Regions from separate parts of the Gossypium hirsutum genome. Here region 2 is linked to region 1. The links are chromatin contacts, called in public Hi-C maps. All regions are on one chromosome and are shown on one strand. Each heading gives the region's core, a stretch centred on a gene start, on an enhancer-like site or on the middle of the called end of the contact. The rest is flanking DNA. Distances are from core to core; before and after follow the strand shown. Region 1 has its middle 3.1 kb from the start of LOC107887425. Region 2 has its middle 8.8 kb from the start of LOC107887268.

Evidence for each region. Hi-C and Micro-C count contacts between places; a contact is called where the count stands out from the background.
Region 2: a Hi-C map of leaf shows a contact between it and region 1, with 4 times the contacts expected there. The contact joins two enhancer-like sites. A contact is called at or near these places in 6 of 34 Hi-C or Micro-C datasets (anther, hypocotyl, leaf and 1 more).

Annotation. Positions count from the first base shown.
Region 1 is chrA03:66,057,443-66,061,551 of Gossypium_hirsutum_v2.1, reverse strand. No RefSeq gene overlaps it. Among protein-coding and RNA genes, the nearest start is that of LOC107887425, 3.1 kb to the right of the region's middle. Within about 2 kb of position 2,196, at least 3 of the 9 cell types and tissues checked have an H3K27ac peak or open chromatin away from gene starts, as enhancers often do. A contact at or near this core is called in hypocotyl and leaf, where this site is marked.
Region 2 is chrA03:66,269,730-66,273,881 of Gossypium_hirsutum_v2.1, reverse strand. No RefSeq gene overlaps it. Among protein-coding and RNA genes, the nearest start is that of LOC107887268, 8.8 kb to the left of the region's middle. Within about 2 kb of position 1,366, at least 8 of the 9 cell types and tissues checked have an H3K27ac peak or open chromatin away from gene starts, as enhancers often do. A contact at or near this core is called in hypocotyl and leaf, where this site is marked.

The DNA of each region.
Region 1 (4,109 bases), core at 947-3,446:
CCAGTTTATCTCTCAGTATCCAAAGTTTCACTTCTACACTAATTGTAATAGGTCTGTGACAGAAAGAACTAATCACCCCACAATCCCGATGATAACGAATAATTTTATCTGCACCTTTTTTTTCTAAATTCTCTAAAGATGATTCATCGGAACCAATAAAATCTGGAAGATTGAGATTCTTTACGGCAAGAAAAAGCAGAAAATTCTCCATAATAAAATTGACCACTTAATACACACATGCTGTAGCAGTCACTATAATTAAATTTAATTAGTACCATATATATTTTTAGTCTGTTGTGGAAGTAAGCACTAAAGTTTTTAGATATTTAAAGAAATATGTTCACTACTTGTTTCCAAATCTGTATATTTTAGTAAAAATGAAGTCTAACTTTAATTAATCTCAAATGCGTAACTTGAAACAATGACATCAATCAAATTTATTCTGTACTTAGTGTTTTGGAGGAGCATCTTAATTCGACAGAGAAATGAATTCTGGATCAACATTATATCACTATAAATGAATTGACAGCAATGACTTTGAATTATTAATTTTCATGAGGGAGTAAAGTGCAATTTTTAACTATTAAGTTTGGGATTAGTGAAACGAGAAGACCTTAATTATGAAAATAATACAAAATTCCAATTTAAAACAGTGACCCAAGGCCCAAAAGTCTTTGATCAAATAAGTGTGGAATTCAATAAAACAAGGTCAGACAGTAAAAGTGGATTTGGAATTTATAACAGGAATCGACCCTTTAACTGTGCATCTGGGCCGGGACTAGAGTTTGCTTATGGGGGAGTATGGATTATATATAGTATTTAAATCAACTTTTTAAGTTTGGTCTATTAGATCCAAAACATGGATTTAATTTTTTTTTTAAGTCTTCCTCAAGTTAAAAATTGTAAATTTAGATTCCACCCGAATTGTTAATATTTGATTTTTAGAATTATTTTATTTAAAAAATATAATGCACTAAAAAATTAAAATAAATATGTTCTAATATATTAAAAAATATTTATGTTAAAAATACTAACATAAATATAATAAATGTTTTATTGTATTAAATTTAATTTTTAAAATATTATATTTTGGGTTAAGTTATTTAATTGGGTAAGTCTTTTTAGATTTTGGATAAGAAATATAATTTTTATTAGGTCAGTGATTTAATATATATAATTTATTATTTAACATATATAATTAATATAATTAATTTTTATAATATAATATATTCAGATAATCTTAATTAAAGCTTGACCCATTTAAAAAACAAAACTTAAATTTTATCAAACCCTCTTATATTTATCCAAATTCTCTTATTGTTCCATCAAGTCTTCAAGTTTGCGTGATTCAAGCCATGAGCAGCTCTAGCTGGGACTTCAATCTTCGTAAAAAGACAAAGCAAAAATTACAGGAGAGGGGCTTTACTGCATATCCCTCGTCATACAAAAATGAGTTATAGGATCTCAGTTAAGCCCAACTCTGTTTGGAGGCATTCTTTGGGTTTCTAAAGGACCATATCCTCAAACTTCAAACTAAATTTTTTTAGGTTACACAGTTCAACCCTTAATTATTAAAAGAAAAAGTTATAAATGAATCAAAAGGGGTTTCCCAAATGAAAATACACTGAACTTGAAACTTGGAATTAAAGTTTGCTAACATAGTTGCTGACACAGTGATAATATATTTGTATTGTATGGCATCTTTTTTACTATCCATGCAAATAAAAAGAATGGAAGTTATTGAAAGGTTTGTTGTTTGGGTTAAAAAAACCTCATTAAATTCACCTAGAAAAGGAAAAGAGAACTTTAGCTCAAATCTACACTAAGAGAATTTCATGTTACAAGATTTTGGACACTTTTATCAAGAGAGTAGATTAGATGAAAGCTGACATTCAATAGATCATGATAATGCAATATTCTTATCCTCTATAATGAATGGCCCTTTTCCGTTTTGACAGCCTCCCAAGATTTTTCTTTTTCTCTACTTCTCTGATCTTATCTTCTTGAGTAATGTTTCATAGATGCAAATAAATGCATTTAGGTGGATGCTGATATGATCCACCCATTACTCCAAAAATAACATAAAAACTTTGTAAATTGTGGTGATAATTTCTATATGTACAAAAACCTAGAGCATAGTGAGGGAGAGGGGCATCTCTAATTTAATATTTGTATGTGGGGGGCCCAATCACTTAAAAAGAGTGGACCATGGAATCTGGTTCTGTAGGTTTGAATGGTTGGTGACACGACTCTAGTTGTTTCCACAGGGAAATTAAAGTCAGACCAAATTAAGGACCATTTTTCCTGCTCCTCTCTGCCTTTTTACCATTGCCTTTGAGTCTTTAAAACCGCCCCAGTTAAGCTCTGCTGGCCACTTGGACATGTGCTTTCCCTTTGAGGAATCCTCAATTATTAGGACAATAACCCTCTTGATTGCTGGTTGTTCTGATAAACATCACTAGCAAGGTCTCATTTAAGGAGAAAAAAACAATCCCAAAAAGGAAGATGGATAAAAAACTGTAGTAACTTTATTCCTGCTTATCTAAATATTTCTCTGATGGCGAAAGTATTGCAGCTACACATATTGAAAGTTTGCTAATTTTTAGCTCGTTGAGTTGCAGTTGAAGAAAGTAACTATTAATAGTAAAAATGGAGATGAATACTAAACTTTGTTTACGTAATAAATAATAAAAATAAGTTGTGATTTAAGTTCAACTCACTCGTCAAATTGCAACATCATTCTTATACTTTGAGCGAAATCAATCTCATACTACAACTTTCCACTTGAAAGCTTAGATGTAAACTGGTGAACACAAAATATTTTACTTAAAATTTAACAATTCCTAATTGAGCAAATAAAGTAATCTCACCTTCTTACTTAAATAAATTATCTATAAATATAGATAAAAGGCTTGTTCAATTACAATCAATATCAATAACTAATTCCACTCAAACTGAAACAGTCATTAAAATATTTCCAATAAAGTGTATATTCGGTAGAAATCTTCTTGCCATCAAATTCTTTGAAAAACAAATATTGTATTCAAGGGAACTTAGATTGTAATGAAAGATTGAATCCCTTGGCTTAATTTTTTCATGTAAAGACTTCACTAATGAGTTGTTAAAAGTCTTCAAAAATCAATAATTAAAGGTTGAAACAGTAAATCATACTTTGAACACTAAAGATATATAATTTTATTCAATGTACCTACTAATGTTCAATATGCATAGTACATGACTTTAGTTAGTGTAATCATATAGTAAATCCATTAATCTTTTATGCGGTAATGAAGGTAAAAAAATTTCAACAATTGAGTATTCCTTAAATTACATTAGGCGTTGCAGCTAACAATTATAATTGGCATAAATTCATACACCACAATCAGTCGAAATTTAAACAGCATTCATCACTATCATATATAGTTGGCATTTTGCAAGTCTACAAAGCTGACATAAACAGAAAAAAGAAACTTGAATCAAAGCTAGATTCCATTCCAGAAAGCTAGAATTTTCATATAAAAGAACATGACTTTTAATATTTGTACTTAAAACATGCAACAAAGTTTGGGGGGTGGAGTGACGCGGTGAGTGGAAGACTATTTAGTATTGCAAGTGATAATAACAGAAGTTGAAATTTACAAAATAGTTTCCTAAGAGTATTTCTTCTAAAAAGAAGGTTTGGAAGATGAAAATAAATAAATAAATAAATAAAGGAAGTTTAGCACGAATAACACATTGTGAGGTGTCTCCTGTCATTCTGAATGCAAAGGGTATAAAGTTGTAATGAAAATGATTAAGGGTTGGAATGGAAGAAATGGTCAAAATGTAGTTTCAATGGTAGAGCATTACTTGAACTTTATTGTGTCAAATTGTGCACAAATGCGCGTGCTTCTTTGATGATGACATGATTGTCAGGACATTCCTCAAGTTGTTTTGGACTCTAATTCTTTGCTCTGTTTAGTTTTAGGGTCATAATTTGATTCATATTCATCACTCCACTCTTGTCACGCTGGGATCAAACTTTTTATTTGGTTTGAAATAGTTTAAATTTGATGCCTCCTTATCTATGATTGAATTATTATATGAAGGATTAAGATGAGTCGCAAAGC
Region 2 (4,152 bases), core at 117-2,616, 210 kb before region 1:
TATCTGTGGAAGAGACGAGCCCCAAGAAGGTCAAATTCAGAGACAAAGAGGTAGAAAAGAGTAATGACATGGTGGTTGAATTGACCTCTAATTAGAATACCTCGTGGAGGGATATACTAGTCGGTGAATCATCAAAGAGTAGCTTTGAAGAAGCGAATGATAAGGAGAATATAGATATTTTAGAATGTGACATTCAAAAAACTATTGTGAATGGAATGCCTTCCATCATATTTTTTGATCGAATCCATCGGATCCTTATTCAAAGCATGCGCAATACTGTGATCTTGAAAATTCTTGGTCGCAATATCGGTTTTTCAGTGTTGCAGAATAAAATCTATTCTATATGGAAACCTTCAGCCCCTTTTCATATGATGGACATTGAGAATGGCTACTTTTTAGTCAAATTTCAAAACTATATAGACTGTGAAAAGGCTCTCTCGGAATGCCCGTGGATAATTTTTGGCCAATACTTGACTGTCCAGCATTGGACAATGGCTTTTGATCCTACTCAGGCGTTTCCAAGTGTTGTGATGACATGGATTAGATTTCCCGCTCTACCAAGTTATCTCTACAACCGCAAAATTATTACTGATATCGAAAATCTTGTGGGAAAAGTGGTCAAGCTTGACATGAACACTGATAGTAGAACAAGGGGATGTTTTTCCAGATTAGCGATGTATATTAATTTAAATGAACCTCTAGTGTCGCAAATCTTGATCAATGGTCGTGAACAAAGAGTTGAATATGAATCCCTCTCCACAATCTGCTTTCATTGTGGAAGGTATGGACATGTGGAAAGTATATGCAATTTTAAGGTTGCTGAAGCTTCGATGAGAGTGAACGGAGACTCGCCGGTGGAAGAATCGAGGTACCAAAATTTGAAGCTACTGAGAAGAAAGATGGTAACTACGATCCTTCGATGATCGTTGAAAGGAAATCTAGGCTTAAATCAATGATCGAGTTGCAGAAATCAAATGAGAATCTTGGGAGGGAAAAGGAAAGCTTCAATCTCAGTGGATTTGAAAATAGAGAATTAATTAAAGATCCAAAAATCAGGGATATATCTGAAATTCAGAAGGCTAGAGAGGAAAATATTTTAATGGAGGATCAATAGAGGAAAGTCTCGGGGTTCAAATTAATAGACAAAATAAGATTAATAAAATTGTTAGTAATGATAAAGGCAAGGAGATAGGGCCCAAATGCGGTATTAGCCCGTCCACCAAGAAAACTAATGGTCTGCTTTTGGATTCTAACAAGACCTACACTATTTCTACTGCTTCAGGACAAGGTTCAGATAAACTTTCTAATAGTTTGGTCTTAAGAGATAACTCACTAGTCCAGGCCTGGACTCTACTGGATTAGACAACGCAGGTTGAAGAGAATCAGATCCAAAAGACCCAACTGGGTGCTGATGGTTCTGGAGGTACTGACAGTGTTCTTGCTAAAACGATAGGCGCTAAAAAACAAGGTAGAGAATATCAGACCATTCCTACCGAGAAGGAATTTACTATTAATAGTTCCACCCCGTCTTTGAATGATCCGATCAAAAGTGGAAAAGCAGTTGATGTTGGTAGGCTGGACTCGGGGAAGCATTCGGCAGTACTTTTTCGTGATAAACAAAAAGTAATCCGCATAAGCAGTTCATCGTCGATAAAGGGATTTCTTGATTCGGGAAAAGGGACAAGAATCAGAGGCAAAATTAGCAAACAAAATAAGAGTCTTCAAGGCAGCAATGTGCGTTTCAAGAATCATAGTTCCCTTCGGGTTTCTTTAAAAAAGCCCATGGAGCAACTGGCTGAAAGCATTTCAAATATTTCCAAAGAGAATAATGATGATGGAATTTTTTCTAGAAAATATAGATAGATGGAGGGGTCTTCAACCCCTGGACAGTAAGGCGGTTTATTGGTTTATGAGTTTTTTCTTTTAAAATTTGTTTGAGTGGTTTTGGTTTTATTTTTGAATTGTTCTTCATTTTATTTTATTTTTATTTTTATATTTTTATTGATGAATGCTAATCTTAAAATCTTCTCATGGAATTATTAAGGCTGTGCTAGCAGGAAATTTATTCAGGCTTTTAATGAATATAATTCTGAATTTAATCCAGATATTATTTGTCTAGTTGAACCAAGAGTAAGTGGTAATAAAGCCAATTCTATTATTGACCAATTGAGCTTTAATTCCTCTCATCGGGTTGAAGCTATCGATTTCTCAGGAGGCATATGGGTTGGATGGAAGAACTTTGTTTAGGTTCATATTACTTGCAGTCATCCTCAATTTATTTCCATCCGTGTCGATAACTTTATCTTCAATAATTCTATTTTCATTTTTTTTTGTTTATGGTAGCCTTAACAGGTCGAAACGAAAGCTTCTTTGGGAAAGATTGAAAGCTGTTTCCCCATCTCAATCTATTCCGTGGCTTATTATGGGAGACTTTAATACAATTTTATCTCCCTCGGATAAGAGAAGCCCATTTAATGTTGGCAAACGTTGTGAATCCTTTGGTAACTTTGTTGACTCTTGTGCTTTGCAGGACTTAGGTTTTAGTGGACCCTCCTTCATTTGGCAAAGATGTGACACTTTTGTAAGACTTGATCGAGCATTCGTTAACTACGAATGGATGCTATCATTCCCACAGTGTTTAGTTCGTCACCTAACTCATATTAAGTCGGATCATCGGCCTATCTTACTTCATACTAACCCAAATCTTGGTGTTTCCATAAGCAGGCCTTTCAGATTCTTAGCGGGATTGACACATCACAACACTTTTCCTACCTTCGTTAAAGAGAAGTGGAAGTATTCTAGTAATATGAGTGATTCTCTTAATAATTTTACTTCTTCTATTAAAATTTAGAACATGAACGTGTATGGCTTCTTGAACTCTCGTAAACGGACTCTTATGCGCTCTCTTAATAATATTCAAAAAGCTATTGATCACTATCTATCTAGTTTCCTTTCTCAGAAGGAATTGGAAATTCGAGACGAGTTAGAGAACATTCTTGACCATGAAGACTAACTTTGGAGACAGAAGGCTTGTTGTGATTGGCTATAATTGGTAGATAGAAATACTAAATTTTATCATAACTGTATGATCAAGAGAAGGAATTTCAACCGTATTTCTTCTTTACGCATTGATAATGGCAAATGGTGTTCTGACCAGGTTATCTTGCAAGCAAAAGTTGTCGACTTTTTTAAAAAGATTTATGGTGAGACTCCTCCCACCTTAATGGGTATGCCTAAATTTGATTTTTTTAGTCTTAATCATACGAAGGTTTCTTTTCTAGAAGCTGATGTTACTAACGAGGAAATCAAAAAGGCTCTATTTGATATGGCACCTCTTAAAGTGTCTGGCAGTGATGGGTACCATGTCCTTTTCTTTCAAAGTCAATGGGATTTGCTTGGCGGATATGTGTGTCAATGGGTCAAAGAGGTTTTTGCTGGAAGACAGATTGAGAAGGATCTGAACAACACGTTGATTGTTTTAATCCCTAAAAATGAGAATCCTGAAGACTTCAGTCAATTTCGGCCTATCAGCCTTTGCTCGGTGTTATACAAGTTAGTAATGAAAGTGATTGCCAATAGGTTTAAAGTAATTTTCCCTAAGCTAATCTCTCAGGAACAAGCTGGATTTATAGTCTCGGACAACATTATTCTTGCACAAGAAATCATTCATTCTATGAGATGTAAACAAAAAGGGAGAAATTGGATGGCCCTCAAGCTTGATTTGGAAAAAGCTTATGACAGAGTTAGTTGGGATTTTATTGAGGCTTCGTTAAGTGCGGCTAGAATCCTTACCTATTTGCGAAAAGTTATCATGTCTGCCATCTCCTCCTCTATGATGCAGATCCTTTAGAATGGTGTTCCCAATCGTAAGTTTAAACCAGTTAGGGGTATCCATTAGGGATGCCCTCTGTCGTCTATCTGTTCATTCTGTGCATTGAATGGTTAGGGTATATTATTCGTAAGGATATAGAAAGTGGGAATTGGGATCCTATTCGACTATCTCGAAACGGTCATGCTGTCTCTCATTTATTTTACGCTGATGATCTTGTTATTTTCGGCAAAGCTCAACTAGATCAAGCCCGGTTGCTCGATTGTATTCTTTATCAGTTTTGTGATATCTCGGGACATAGAATTAGTAACAGGAAAAGTAAT